Linked DNA regions of Triticum aestivum: region 2 is linked to region 1. Evidence: chromatin contacts called from public Hi-C data. All regions are on one chromosome and are shown on one strand. The core of a region is the stretch at or near the end of the contact, and the rest is flanking DNA. Distances in the headings are between cores, read along the strand shown. Region 1 holds the start of LOC123051528 (probable apyrase 2). Region 2 holds the start of LOC123051530.

Region 1 (7,524 bases), core at 2,788-5,287:
GAGTAGCAAGGTGAAATTTATCTTCAAAAGGAGGACAGTGCTAGAATCAGAAGTTCCATAAATTACCTCAGCAGCCCTGTCAAAGAAAAACGACGCTACAAAGAGATTCTTCTGGCCAGCACCACCACCACCATTCCAAATGCCACCAAAGGAACATTTCATGTGAGTGCATGCCTCATCTACTTTAAGAGCTTTCACCACATCAGCCCTGCATTCCGAAAAACTACTGCCAGAAGGTGCAGCCGATGCTTCAAATGTATTGCCACCATACTTGTATTGCCCTAAAATCATAAATGCCATTAGAATAGAGTCCTATGATCAGCACAATGAAAACAAGCATGTCAGGTCATAGTCTGCTCGTGGTTTGTATTGGCTATGGGCTTTTATGGACATAATACAAAGTAAGTAATATTCCCTCCGTCCCATAATATAAGAGCGTTTTTGACACTACACTAGTGTCAAAAACGCTCTTGTATTATGGGACGGAGGGAGTACATGGTAATACAAGTACTTTTAACAGAAAGGATGATAAGCGGCAAAGACTAACAAGCAGAACAAATAAGATGGCTTGTCCTGTAGAGAATGGTAATGTACACAAAACAAATTTGAGGAATTCGTCCTACTGTAAGCCTGAGTTTGTTTCACAAGATAGCAAAGCTGACTTCTTTGGGGAACAAACTTCACTGAATGGGCTGGGAACTAACCTAGACTTTTAAGATGCAGATGAAAAAGACAATACACAGTTGCTGCTAGAACAGTAAGGCAGAAGAAAGCAGTCATACCCTGATGTCCAGCCAATACACAGTTGCTGTAACCATTCGCATTGCCAGCTTTTAAGATCTCTGCTCTAGCAGCCAGCAATCCGTAGCGCAAATAACTGCAACAAAAGTTCACAGTTATATTCATGATTTAAACTCATGATACCTTGGACGAGAATAATCATGTGATGTCACTTCCATTAGTGATACACCAAAAACTTATTACCCCGCAGAGCACAAGTCGACGCATGACTAAAGTCAGTTCAGATTAGGTATTGGTTGAACCGATGGCAATATGTTTGTCTACAATGCAGTTACCTTGAAACAGTGTTAAATAAAGTCATGCTTTTCTTGAGATTACTCAGCTGTTTTTACTGATGGATTTTTACACATTTAAATTGGGATCATCATGAAATTTCTCACACTCCCATTATGAATTATTTTATGTCATTAATGTATTGCAGTGACATGATTGTTTCTTACATAGTTACACATTTTTTCTTCTTTCAGTGATTTATGACTCATCAATCCAATTAGACATAAACAAGATGTGCAGGACAGTACCACCACCAGGTGCTTAAATAGTTTTTGATAATTGTTAATTCATGTTATGCTTAGAAACATCGGCAGAGGGTTCACAAATTACCAGAACAATAATTCAGCTAAACAGGAGGAACAGCAAAAAGCTAACAGAAGTTATAATATCAACCTGTGGACATAAAGATGATATGTTGTCCCTTTAAGGAAAAGCTTCTTCACGTATGATTCTTCACCATCTGCTGGTTTAGGAGCCTTTTCAGCATCCTTCTCTGGGATAGCATACGCCATTTGGACAGATCCACCGCCAAGGTCAACCACACCAACTGTGTCTGCGTACGTCTTTCCCAGATTTCCCAACAGATAATTAATGGTGACCTGTAAGAATATAGAAGAGTGAATGGGAGATATATGGTATATATCCCTGCACTAGAAGGTAAACACAGCAGCAAAGCTTATGAATAATTCCTAAACACTCTACTTGGCGCACGATCTGACCTCTACTAGGCCTGGTCGGTGGTTACCTTGAACTCTACTTACATACAATTTTATATATCTATATCTACAACACTAATAACTTTGAATATTGGCTGTTGGATGAAGCCAATCCAACGGTGGAAAGTTGGCGAATCCAAGCATTGTTGGTCATTGGATATCTTATTCACTACACAAGATTTTGCCATGCATGCGTGCTATCTAGAATATTCCATTACTAAGCTTAAGCACAATGCACCCTATGCACAAACCTCAAATCACTATGTTTCTCCTTTGCTCTAGAATCTTCCATACTTTAACACTGCCCACTTTTTCCTTCTAAATGAATTGCTATTGCTTTTTTACTTTATGAATATCAAATGCATAATTGTGCACAAACCTTATCACTTCATTAAAGAAAACACACCCAAAAAAAAATTCCATTGCTACAGTAGCATAGCAATGTAAAATAGCTCTGAAATAATTTACATTCACTTTTGCTTTATTTACTTCTTGTACAAGGCTATGACAGTATCTTCATAAAATGATTTATATTTATTTGTCAGTGCCATGAACTACAAGAATCAAATCTACATCTCATACATGATGCATATGTGACTATAAATTTATATAGTTGCTTGTGTTATGTGATATGTCAATATGCAATCGTACTTTGGCTATGTAAGTTCTGACGTGCAATGCACGTGTACCTTACTAGTAAACCACCAAATATCAGTTCATAACTTAAGGAAAATGGCATGTAGTCTTCTAAAAAATGAAATACATGCAGTGATAATTTTTTTTTTTACTCAAGAGCCTTAGAATAACATGAAACACAAGCATATGTGATAAGTAAGGCCAGCATCCTACCCATTCATATGCACCTTCCTGAGTTCCATCAAGAACTGTGACCCAATCCGGCTGGTTCTTAAATGAACTCTTTTCACGAAGAAGATCCCTAACCTGCATGTTTGTGGATACATTAACACCCAGGTACACAATCAATCATGGCAAATTGGTAATAACGTAACAAAAACCACACTGAAACAAAACAAAAAAAACATAACAACCCGCAATGCAGACAATGATGATGATGATATGATAGAAGACAGACAATGATGATGATGATATGATAGAAGAGCATTTACCGCTTGCAAGATCTCTTCGGATTTTCCTGCTCCCAACGCTCTTAGCCCTGCTGTGGCCTGTGAATGAACAAGGAAACTAAGAACATCAACAAGCACCGATTGCAAAATCAATTAGTGTGAACAAACTACTCACCCCAACTCTGACAGGCGTCTGGTCGCGCAATTCAGCCGGAACCACTTCCTTGGCCTTCTCAATGAGGGAGACGAGCGATTGAGCAGCCTCGCGCGGGTCCTGGGCGTACGCGCTAAGTCCAGGCTTTTTCTGCCAGGGCGGAAGGGGAACGGAATTCAGCCGACAATAACCGAGACCAGATCCAGATCCGATGGACGAACGGGTGGTCGCCTTACCTGGACGAAGAGCTCGATGTCGGTGCCAATGTGGACCAGATCCAGGTTGCCGTCGAAGCAGAAGACGTGGACGCGGCTGCCGGAGCTGCCGGCGTCGAATATGACGGCGTACTTCTTAGCCCCGGCGGCCCCGGCCCCTCCTCCGAGGGGCCTCTGGGCGGCCCCCGCGGGCGCGCGCGGCATGAGCAGGAGCACGAGCGAGACGAGGGCGAGCGGCGCGAGCACGACGAGCAGCACCCCGCGGTAGCGGTGCACGCGGTCGGCGAGCGTGTCCTGGCGGCCGGCGCCCGGCAGCTGCGAGTAGCGGCGCATCTTGTCGGCGGGCAGGAGAAGGAGGTCGGGCGAGGAGGGCGTGCGGTAGCGGATGCGGCCCCCGGGGCCGGGGGGCGACGGCTGCTTGACCGCCTCTAGATCCTCCGCGGGATCCAGCGCTCCCGTCCGTCCGCTCCGCTCCGCGCGCGTCGGCGTGGGCGTGGAGGAGGCGAGGGATGGAGGGCCGATCTGCGCGAGCCTCGGGGGTGGAGTTTTAGGCGGGCGCGCGTCGGTGGGTTTGACTTCGGGATCCGGGCGCGCGCTGGGGAAATGCGTGCGCCTCGGGACGTGGCGCGGTGGTCTCTGGCTGCTGTGCTGCCGCCGGGCACGCGCGCGACGGAGGCGGGAGGGAGGTGGCGGTGGCGTGCGGAAAGGACGGCGCTTTGTAGCGGCCGCGGCGGGGGAGGGGGTGGGGGTTGCTTGTGCGGGTTCGCCGTGCCCGTGCCGGTGCGGTTGGGTCGGGGTTGGCCTCGTCCGCGCGCGTGTGCGGAGTTGGCCGGACGCCACCGGAGCTGCGGTGCTCGGTAATTTCTCACGGTGCTGGTCCACGGGTGCGCCGGACCGTGATTGGTTGGTGCAGGTAATTGACCGTGTACGCGCCAACCAGAGAGCGTGTCGACGTGTTGATGCATTCAGCGATCCAGTTAAACATAAAAAAAAAACTTTCAATGGATTCATCCATAGTCACGGCAATATACAAACAATAAAATAAAAGTAACAAGTCCATAGACCATTACCGACTAATATAGGCACTGAAACGAGTCAAAGGAGTACAGCCATCGTCATCCCTTACCGATGCCGGACAAATCTTGTTATGGTAACAGTGAGAAAGTCATCATCGATGAAGAGAAGCTCAAAAGTATCCAGCCTGCAGACACATGGATGCAGATGAACGAGGACCGAATCCAAGTAGATTCACTGAAGACAAAAGCCGGCCGAATCTTCGGAGATCAGCTAGAGACACACCTCCAAATGCCCTCAGACGATGCTAGAAGTACCACCGGGATGGGGCCAGGCAAGGAGAACCTCATTCCATCTTCAAGAAGCCGTTGACGCAAGTAGGACGCAAAACCTAAACCGAGACAAAGAGACACCTAAAACGGAGTAGGACCCATCCCACTGCCAAGGGTCGAGATCCATCGCACCTCCATTGCATAAGGCCACAAAAAATGAGACAAAATGTGGCAACAAGGACATGATTTAGGAATCTCTGATCATCCGAGTCGCAAGGAGCACATGCGAAGGGATACGATGCCAGACGCGTGCTCTAGTAGCAATCCATTTTACCATTGGGGAAGCCCACTCAGTGCACACATTTTTTTTCTCAGTCACCTACAACCTTTTTACTTGAATTGAAAAAACACAGCAAATACGGTGTTTTTGATCATGAACAAAAATTACTCTCTCCTATACATATTAATTGTCACTGATTTAGTACAAGGGAATACAAAACAATTCCCGTAACGATGATTTTTTCAGAGGCATCTTTCTATACCTATTAATAAAGGAAGGACTATTCTTTCCCAAGTACTACATGTTTTACAGAAAATCCCTTGATCTTTCTGATATTCAACCCGCAATCCAGGCTTAAATCGGATTTTCGCTTTTGCAGAAAAACCCCTTATGTTTTTCTAATCAACTCGCAGTTCAATTCTAAGTCAGATTTTTGATTTTGTAGTAAACCCCCTGATATTTGGGATAATCAACTCACAGTCCATATCAAATTCTTAAAAAAAGATCCATATCTTTAAAACCGTAACTCCAAAGTTAACATGTATATGGAATTTGATTACAAAATCTATAGGATCTAAATACGATGTTATTTTATCTATTAAGTTTTTTTTAAATACTATTTAGGGTGCTACACTACAGGAATCAGCTAATTTGGCGTCCGCCAAGACGGCAAAATGCACCGGCAAAGAAAGGATCGGTAAAGAGCTTCTTTGCCGTCTGCTTTCTGAAGCGGACGGCAAAGGGGCCTTTGCCATCAGCGGCTGACGGCAAAGAAAGTCGACGGCAATAAATTCACCGTTAGTCCGTTAGGTGGCTAACGGCAGTATTTGCCGTCCGCCGCTGACGGCAAATAGCATCAGGCCTTTGTCGTCCGCCTAATGACGTCAGTTGGACGTCACTGCCCACCAAGTCTTTGCCGTCCGCCGCTGTAGCCAAAGGCTTTGCCGTCCGCCACTGTAGGCAAACTGACCAAATCGGTCAGCTCCCAGGAAGCACAGTTGGCTGCCACGTGGCTTCTTTGCCGTCAGTCGCGGACGGCAAAGAGCCCATTGTCGTCGGTGGCTGACGGCAAAGAGCCTGCATTGGCTCTTTTTTCTGTTTTTTTTAATCCAACAATTTTCACAGCAAATATATATGACATATATAGATATATTTCACAGGGTTATTTCACAGCAAACATATCCAGCACATAAGTTTCATCGTACATACATATATAGTTCCATCCATTCATACATAGCAAGTTGCACATACACATTGTTCCATCATAGCAAGCTAAGAATACTAGAAGAGAATGAAAGAAAAAACAAGCACTCCATCATAGCAAGCTAGCTTCCGTGAAGTGAATGAGATCTGCAAAATGGCAAATAAGAAAGTTGGAAAAAGGTGACTAGAAGAAGAAAACTAGAAGAAAAAGTATATGTCATTTATGAGCTAGCTTAGGTGAAATGGATCATTTATGAGCTAACTTAGGTGAAATGGATCGTTTATGAGCTAACTTAGGTGAAATGGATCGTTTATGAGCTAACTAAGGTGAAATGGATCGTTTATGAGCTAACTAAGGTGAAATGGATCGTTTATGAGCTAACTTAGTTGAAATGGATTGTTTATGAGCTAACCTAGGTGAAATGGATCGTTTATGAGTGTAGCGACCAGACCTCAAACAGTCTAGTCTCTGTGCATCAGTGTCATCCCTGGATCGGTAATGCTGACACGCACAGTACTTGAAGGATTTATAACAGAGTAGCAATCACACACTTATTACATCGAATAGTTCAAGAGAAATCAATACAAATAAATATGGCTTAAGGCCATCTAAAAACGATAACAGCGGAAGGCTTGGAAGATAAAGTGAGTCCATCAACTCCAACGGCATCACTGAGTATAAGACCACGACCTAAGGCTCCTTACTCGTCGTCTGAAAAGTCTGCAACATGATACGTTACAGCCCAAAAACAGGTCAACACAAGGAATATGCTGGCAATGTAACACATAGAGAGTAATGAACAGAATAATGCTATCACTACATGCATATTTGGCTGGTGGAAAGCTCTATGGTTACAGTTTTGCGAAAAGCCAATTTTTCCCTACCACAAAGGAATAAATTTTATTTAACTATCATGGTGGTTGTTAAACATTGAGAAGGTACCTCCAACTCAATCCCAATTAAGAACGTGATTAACCCAATCAAATTAAATTAAGTAACATGATGATGAGATTCACATGATAATCCAAGAACTAGATACTCAAGATGTCCATAACCGGGGACACGGCTAACCATGATTAGTTTGTACACTCTGCAGAGGTTTGTGCACTTTTCCCCACAAGACTCGATCGCCTCCGCTTGATTTCTCGCACTACATGGTGTTTGAGAAACGGATGACCGAGACACAGTCTTTCAGAAACAATACTCTTTACTCCGGGTGGACAGTTACACCTACTTTCCCCTACATCTGCTAGCCCACCTCTTCAAGAGATCATGTAACCTACTCAACTATGCTAGAGCCCATAATAGCTTGTGGCTGCACACGGAAGTTTCTAGCATGAATAATCTCATGATCCCTTTGAGCCTGGGTGGCGGTCCATAGGATGATCACACGGGTACTCCGGGATATCCAAAAATACAGGCAACACTGGGTTCTCCAGGTGCCTCAATCCACCCAGATGTAAATTAAAGTAGCCACCTTAAGTTGAACCATTAATTAACAATCTCACAT
Region 2 (7,524 bases), core at 1,534-4,033, 190 kb after region 1:
CACATCGATCCCCATGTGCAGTTGATCTCATCAACCGTGCACACAGCAGATCTCATCAACGACAACAGATCTCATCTGCCGCCTTCACATATCTAATATGCATACGATCTGAATCCAAATCCTATAGCAGAGGCTCCGATACCACTATTGGGTTCTATGGTAGGGTGCGTCGACTGCAAATTAAAATTTTCTACGCGCAGAACATCCAGGAACATGCTACGGGAATGGATCACAGATTGTTACCACTAGACACGCAGTGCCATGCAGCGGAAGAAGAGTTGGGGCAGCGCGTCCGCGTGGATCGTCTCCTTCTCGTCCGATCTCCCTCGAACAGCCGGTAGTCGGATCCCTCGTACAGGTTCACCGGAGCGGCGCAAGTGCACCGCCTCTAACGGTATCCGCACGTGCATGAGGAACATCGTGCGCGGACTGCTAGGTCCGATCACACAACCGGCGGCGAGTGGAGGTATCTATTCGCAACACATGCAAATCCTAGTGACAACGCCGAAGCGATCAATCGAATAAGTATGTCGCACCTCCACTATATATAGGCATCTGTCGCGGGCTCAACTCTTGGGCCTCGCACAGATCCTAAAGCCCACAAGTCTACTTGGCCACAATCCGAATACAGCTCGGATCACATCCGACCAGTGTCCTCGGATCCGACCTCGTAGGTTCCTTCCCTTAAGCGCGCGACAAGCCGGCTTGGTCGCAGTTCGGATCACCACCAAACTGCACGGTTGGCAGCAGCCTCTAGCAAGGCATGCCGAACACCAAGCAGACTATGAAGCTGGTTAGGCGAACCTGTACAACATGTCACACTTCTGTTCCCTTTGCCACACGATATATGTTGTTGGGCTCAAGGCGAGATTGTCATCCTTGTGCTAGCCCGACCTCTTTCTCGTTCCAGTGATGCCGACCACTATCCGGATTATCTCATAATCCTTGTCGCATGGCCATGCTTCTCCTGGTCGGATCACATGAGGGGCCCAGAGTATATCTCTCCTGATCGGAGGGGCAAATCCCATCTTGCTCGACCATGTCTCGCAGCATGGGTCTGGACAAGCCCGAAACCTACCTTTGTAACTACCCAATCACGGAGTAGCATTTGGTCAGCCCAAAGCAAGTCTATCACCATCCCGAGTACATACGCCAGCTCAGGTCATAGGACATAGAACGTATGTTGTACTAGAGACTCACAGATGACATGTCGCTGCGTCTCATAGTTGGGTCTGTCCAACTCGGACCTTATCTCGACTCGGATCCGACTACGTCGAATCCGACCAGATCCTTCCGAGTCAATATTATTCGGTTAGCATCCAATGCTCCATGGCTAGTGAGACCAAGCCATCCACCGTGTCATATGCTAGTCTAGTCCGACGTGTGCCCACACGTCACTTGCAACTAGGGACAATTTGGGATGTATCATACAACACAAGATCTCATGGACAAGTCACATACTTGCCAACAAGTATCATTGATTACATCCAAGGACCATCTTTATTCATAAACACATAGGAAATATCATCATACACGATTGCCTCTAGGGCATATCTCCAACATTGCGGGGTCGGGGTGGGCCGGCCTGACGTGGCAGACGCGCCCGGAGGCCCTCATATCCGCTGATATGAGGGGTGCCAGTCAGCCCGGGCGTTTGAGGCCCGTTTGAGGTGCCCGTCTGGGTCAGGTTTTCATGACCGGTCAGTAACCGGACGGGCCGCCCGGGCGTTTGAGGCCGGTTTGGGGTGCCCGACTATAGATGCTCTAAGGGACCCCGCCACAACATGTTATTGGGTTTATAATGTCTGTTTTCTGTCGAGTGAACCTTGTCATGTAATTAATTAGAGGTCACACATGCTATAATAAGTTGCCCTCAACATTGTGTTCTTCAGAAATTTCCATTCAACCCTATGGTTTGTTTTAGAAACCTGATAAGTGCCACACCTGTGGCACGAGCACGTGGCAACTCCGAACGTTATGATGGCAAGTTGGATGCGGGGATGACAATTTTAGTTGTCAAGCATGGCAACTTTTTTTTCGGATGACAAGTTTCAGTTATTTTTTGGTTTTTTTATTTTCGGATGACAACTTTAGTTTAAAAAACGTCAAGGCGGGAGCGCTTTATGCCACACGTGTGACACTTATCATTTGGGTGTTTTATCGTATGAATCTTCATTACCATATAGGTTTTTTTAGACAATCCATATAGCTTTTCTCCCATGCTGCTCGAGAGAAAAGGGCTAAAAATGAGTAGGGCCTGTTGGTGACCGAGCTCCATGGAGCCCTTTATTTTTTTTAAATGCAAAATTCAAACTTCCTGGATTCAAAAAGATCTGAAGAAAATATGCAAGTATACAAGAAAAAAATGTATGCGTGCGCAAAAATTCAAGATGCAGTATCTTGAAATGCGACCTGTACAAAAGAGACAAAATTCTGGACTTTGAGGATGAATAGCATCATGTGTGAAAAAGGCCCAGATTTGTTTTTTTTTCACAGCCTTCATTTCAATGTATTTTGTTCTGAAAATTTAAACACATGCACATTATGCCTCCATGTATGTCTGCATTTTTTTCAGAATTTTGGAAATGTAAAAATAGGCATTCTGATGATTTTGAAATCAGGAAATGGGTATCACAGGCCCACTGGCCGATACCTATCCCTGACTTTGATCCCGGTGCCAAACAGCCAAAAAATACGCCTACTACCACTCTCACCTCACCCACTGTCCCACTCTGATCGCACGCCCTCGAACTCGGTGCGCAATAATGCTACGGCGGCATCTTCCTCCCGTCCCAACCGTGCGGTGGCTTCCAAACGCCGCCTCCACCGCTTCGCCGTCGCGATCACCCGAAACTAACAAGCCACCAGCTGCCCCCCACCCCGCACATGCACTCGTCTGCTCCCACTTCGCCTCCTCGCTCACACCCCAGTCTGGCACTCTCCACCCCACGCCACAGCCATCCGTAACCACCGCTCTTCCATGGCGGCCGCCGACGACGATGGCCAGATCGACGACGACGAGTTCTACGAGTACAACCCGCACCCCTACGGCGGCGGCTACGACATCTCCGCCACCTACGGCGCCCCGCTCCCGCCCTCCACCTCCACGTGCTACCCCGTCTCCTCCCCCGCCGGCGCCCCCGCGCGCTCCTCTCCGCGGCCGCCCGCGCCCGCGCCCGTTGCTGCACCCGCCACGCCGCAGCCGGCACCGTCTTCGCCCGCGAAGCCTCGGCCGGCCCCATCGCCAGAGCCGGCGAGGACACCGCCCTTTTCGCCCGTTCCGGTGCCGATGCCGGTGCCGGTCGCGGAGCCGTTCTACTGGCCCAAGCCGCACGACTACGGGGACGCGCCGCGGTGGCCGCCGGTGTACCCCACGCCGGAGGTGTTCCGGCGCTGGCCGTACCTGGCGGCGGGGTCGCATTGCTGCCACTCGCGAGGCGGGCCGCGCGACTACTGGAGGCAGTGCATGCGCGGGCTGGACTTCCTCTTCGGCCACGCCGACGGGTACGGGGAGCGCCGGATCGGGACCGACTGCCACGGGGTCCCCGTGTACGCCAACAAGAAGGGGGGAGTGGAGGACGCCGTGGTCGTCGAGGTGCCGCCGCCGGCAATTGGGAGTGTGCAGTGGCACGACGCTGGCGAGGTGCCCGCGACTGGGAATGCGCAGTGGCATGACCACGGCGAGGTGCCGGCCATTGGGAATGTGCAGTGGCACGACCATGCGGAGGTGCCGGCAATTGGGAATGTGCAGTGGCACGACGCCGGCGAGACGCACGATCAGAGCAATGTGAGGAAATGCACCGCGTCATTCTTCAGTTTATCTTGCTTTAGTATACTCACTTGGCATACTAGTATTATCTTCCTCTGTCAGTATTATATTGACCGATTCCTTCATTGTTTTGCACTCGGAGACAGTGGCTATCTTCGTACGACAATGCAAAAGAGGATACGTATGCATATGCCCATTCTACGTATGGCTCGTATGACACATCCTACGAACAGTCTTACAGTGTTAATGTTGTTTCGGATGAACCTACTTGGTTTCCCAATCAAAGCTACCATGATGTTTACAGAGAGGAGGAACCTCGGTATCAGGTATTTCTCAGCTCTGAATGATCCAAGTGTCAGTCACTCAACTGGCTAGTGAGCAGTGAGTGACTAGTTGTCAGCCTGTACATTGCGCAATTATGTGTTATGTTTTAATTAATAACTTAGTCGTGCTGGTATGTTTTAATCTTTGTTTGCTCTGTCAGTCAATGGGTCCGCCATAGGAGCACCAGTGTTGTGTAAGTACCATCAGCATATTGACTTGCTCTGCCCAGTGATTAATTTGACCTTTATAAAGAGCAACCTTAGACTAGAAATGCAAAACGAATCAATGAGTTGTATGTCTGAAAGATGCTTCAGTAACTAGAGTAGACAATCCAGTCCATGATTCAGTCCCTACTTCAGTAACTAGATGCTTCAGTAACTAGAGTAGACAATCCATTCCCTGCTTGTTATGTTCACATCTAAACCCCATCTCAGTTTCACACAAGCGTCCTGTTATGGTGCAGAGAGTACTATCTCAGCTCAACCTATATATTGCTACAATCAAAGCTTTAGTGAACGGACACTCTAAAGTTGTACAATTTGTTTGTTTAATGTGGCAATATGTACTGTTTCTTTAATCTTTCACTGAATGAGGTAGCTACAGGCACATAAGTGTTTTCTAACTACACATCTGCATATATATTTGCTCTGCCTGAATGTAGCTACAGTAGGCAAGACACAAAACAAATCAAGAAGATTTTTTATATGTTCGAGAGAGATGCTCCAGTAACTACAGTAGGCTACCCAATCAATGATTAGTTACTTATGACTTACACCCTATCCTGCTTGACTGCTTGTTATCTTCACATCTAAACCCCATCTCAATTTCAACGCAGGAGGTTTTGCCCAGTTATGGCATAGAAAGCACATTTTCATCTCAACCTATTTATTGTTACAATCAACACTCTGGTGAACAACCACTGCATGTTCAGGTTGAGCCTCCGGAAACATTTTATTCTCACAAGTTGGAGTACCACGAGGTTTGTTAGCTATCAATGTCAATTACTTAGCGCTTTCAGTTTTGTGTTGATACATCAGTAGTTGCTATACATGCATTTGCCTATCCAGGCTGACTACATTTGTCTCCATGAAAATATAATATGTTTCTCTATATTCTCATAATCGCTAACTAGATAATCTTTTTGATCCTTATATAGAATTTCTCAACATATACCAACCATATTGATAATTCGGAGATATCGACACAGTCATGTGAGATACAGCCCTATGCATATGTACCTGACAGCCCAGTTGAAGCTTATCAACCTTCTTGGTCGATGAATTTGGGATACTACCAGGACTCCGCAGAAGAGGTGACTCCTCAGTACGATAATGTAAGATGTACTCCTGTCACATTTGAGATGCTACTGATACAACACTGATATAAGATCCTGTTTGTTTATATAACTGTCATATTGACAGATTATTGACTGATTGTTCAGAGTACAGCAAATATATCTGTTCTTTGTTAACTCATTGTTTTGGCTAGCAGCATGCTTTCGAATCTGGTGAATATGGAGGCATGGCAAGCATATTCTCGTCTTCCTCCTATCCTACTCAGCAAGTAGAAGTTTATGAGCAGTCTTATGGTGATGAGTATGTCTCCTTAGAACAAAATTTCCAGAGCAACTGGAATGCTTTTTCTGAAGATACCTCTGAAATCACTAAATCAGTAAGCATAAGAGCGTGTATTGTTATTTTTATTTTTTGTAAGTGTTATAGATCAAATTGCAATGCTGGACGCTTACATTTTTCTGTGACATATTTTCCCTGTGAACTGAATGTGCCGGCATATGCTTATTTTCTAGCAAAGCGATCCTTATCTGCGAGAACCTATTGTTGGAAGCAAACTCTCAGCCATATTGTCTACTGTTGCTATTGCTATTGTAGGCAACTATAGAATCGTAGAATTCAGATTTTTCCCTATCCCTTTACGTGGTTGATTTTCTTTAATAAATAGCGTTAGTTGTTTAATAATTGTAGCTTGATTTTCTGTCTGTGACCAGCAAACAGTTAAGATAACTGGGTTTATGTCATTTTAACAATTTACAAGTCATGTAGTTTCTTGTGCTTTGCCCTGATTTTTGTAGGTTTGCAACTGAAAAAAGAGTTGTTTTGTATGGTTAATACTTGTATGTGGAGCAAAATAGCTTACTGTATTTAACCTGCAGGTTGATGGCAACCATCTGAATGGCTCCTTCTGGCCCTTTGGAGAATACTCAACATATACTGTATAGTTAATGTTGTAATTTCAGTTTAGTATCAAAATATCATATACTCCCTCCGTCCCGAATTAACTGTTGTAATTTCACTTCAGGATCACATGTATGGACATTTTAATCTAATTTATTTGGCCAAATGTAAGTAGTAAATAGCGTCATAGGAAAAGTGTAAGTAGTAAGTTGTTTTTGCACAATATTATGTACTACCAAATATGTGTTAGTTATGCATAAAATGCAAGGTAATAACCGAATTGTTGATCCTAGTTGCATTTGCTTATAAAGTTGTTGTTTTTCATTTTGTGTTATGTATTTGATCATGATATTTATACATTTTTCCTTGTAAAGACCTACTGTGTGCTGGAACCATTTACGGTAAGCCACCTTTGTGAAACTCTTGAGGTTTGTAACACTATTATTTCATTTTTGTTCTCACAGGATATGTTTACCGGATAACTATTCAGATTTGAACAATATCACAAAAATGCATCATCCAAACTTCTCCTTGCAATTTCTATAATTTATTACTCCAAGCTTTAATTGGCATGATCGCACGAATATAGGCCACCTGTTGAAACTTTCTGACCATCAAACAGGCTAACTGTTGAAACTTTCTGAACGTCTGTTAGTTTAATTTTCATTAATTTCCGCTTGGAGATGATTTAAACTTAAGTCGTGAGTTTCAAACCAAATGTGGGTTCTGGACTTGCACACCGCTACATCCTTGTTGTTTCCTACGTGGTTCAAATCATACTTAAACGATTGTATGAGCAGGATTTGGTTGGGATGTAGCTTTCAGTACTCTGCAAGCTATGGACACCAGAACATCTGAATACGATATGTAGGACATGCTGCCTATCTAGGAACTGTTTGTTCTTAACTATTGCATATGCTGAGTTTTCGGACTTCTTAACTTCCTTGAAAAATTTAAATCATGAAGCAAGAAAAATGAGGACACCGAAGTCGGCAGCTAAATCCTGTTGTAAGACTTGCAGATGACTACGCATTTAGGGGAGCAATCTAATGATACTTGGACATCTGCTAGACCCATTTAGTGTACTGCTGTCCAACAGGATCCTTATTATGGTTAACACTAGTGTTTGCGACTTACTGTTTTCAGGTCAAATCGTTCTGGGCCTGCTTGGCCTGGCCCATTTACCCCTTCTGTCAGGCCCTTGGATGTGAGCCTGGAAAGATCTCTACTCTTATAAAA

The links. Hi-C and Micro-C count contacts between places; a contact is called where the count stands out from the background.
Region 2: a Hi-C map of leaf shows a contact between it and region 1, with 7 times the contacts expected there. The contact joins the promoter of LOC123051530 here to the promoter of LOC123051528 in region 1. A contact is called at or near these places in 3 of 5 Hi-C or Micro-C datasets (all in leaf).

The regions. Positions count from the first base shown.
Region 1 is chr2D:57,168,355-57,175,878 of IWGSC CS RefSeq v2.1, forward strand. It overlaps LOC123051528 (probable apyrase 2), which reads right to left and starts at 4,038. Exons shown (of 9, transcript XM_044474421.1): 1 at 3,266-4,038; 2 at 3,051-3,179; 3 at 2,918-2,974; 4 at 2,640-2,732; 5 at 1,468-1,673; 6 at 783-877; 7 at 67-281. The coding sequence starts at 3,577.
Region 2 is chr2D:57,358,234-57,365,757 of IWGSC CS RefSeq v2.1, forward strand. LOC123051530 reads left to right here and starts at 2,784. Exons shown (of 6, transcript XM_044474422.1): 1 at 2,784-3,787; 2 at 3,916-4,095; 3 at 4,929-5,072; 4 at 5,250-5,426; 5 at 5,585-5,764; 6 at 6,264-6,614. The coding sequence starts at 2,981. The coding sequence ends at 6,329.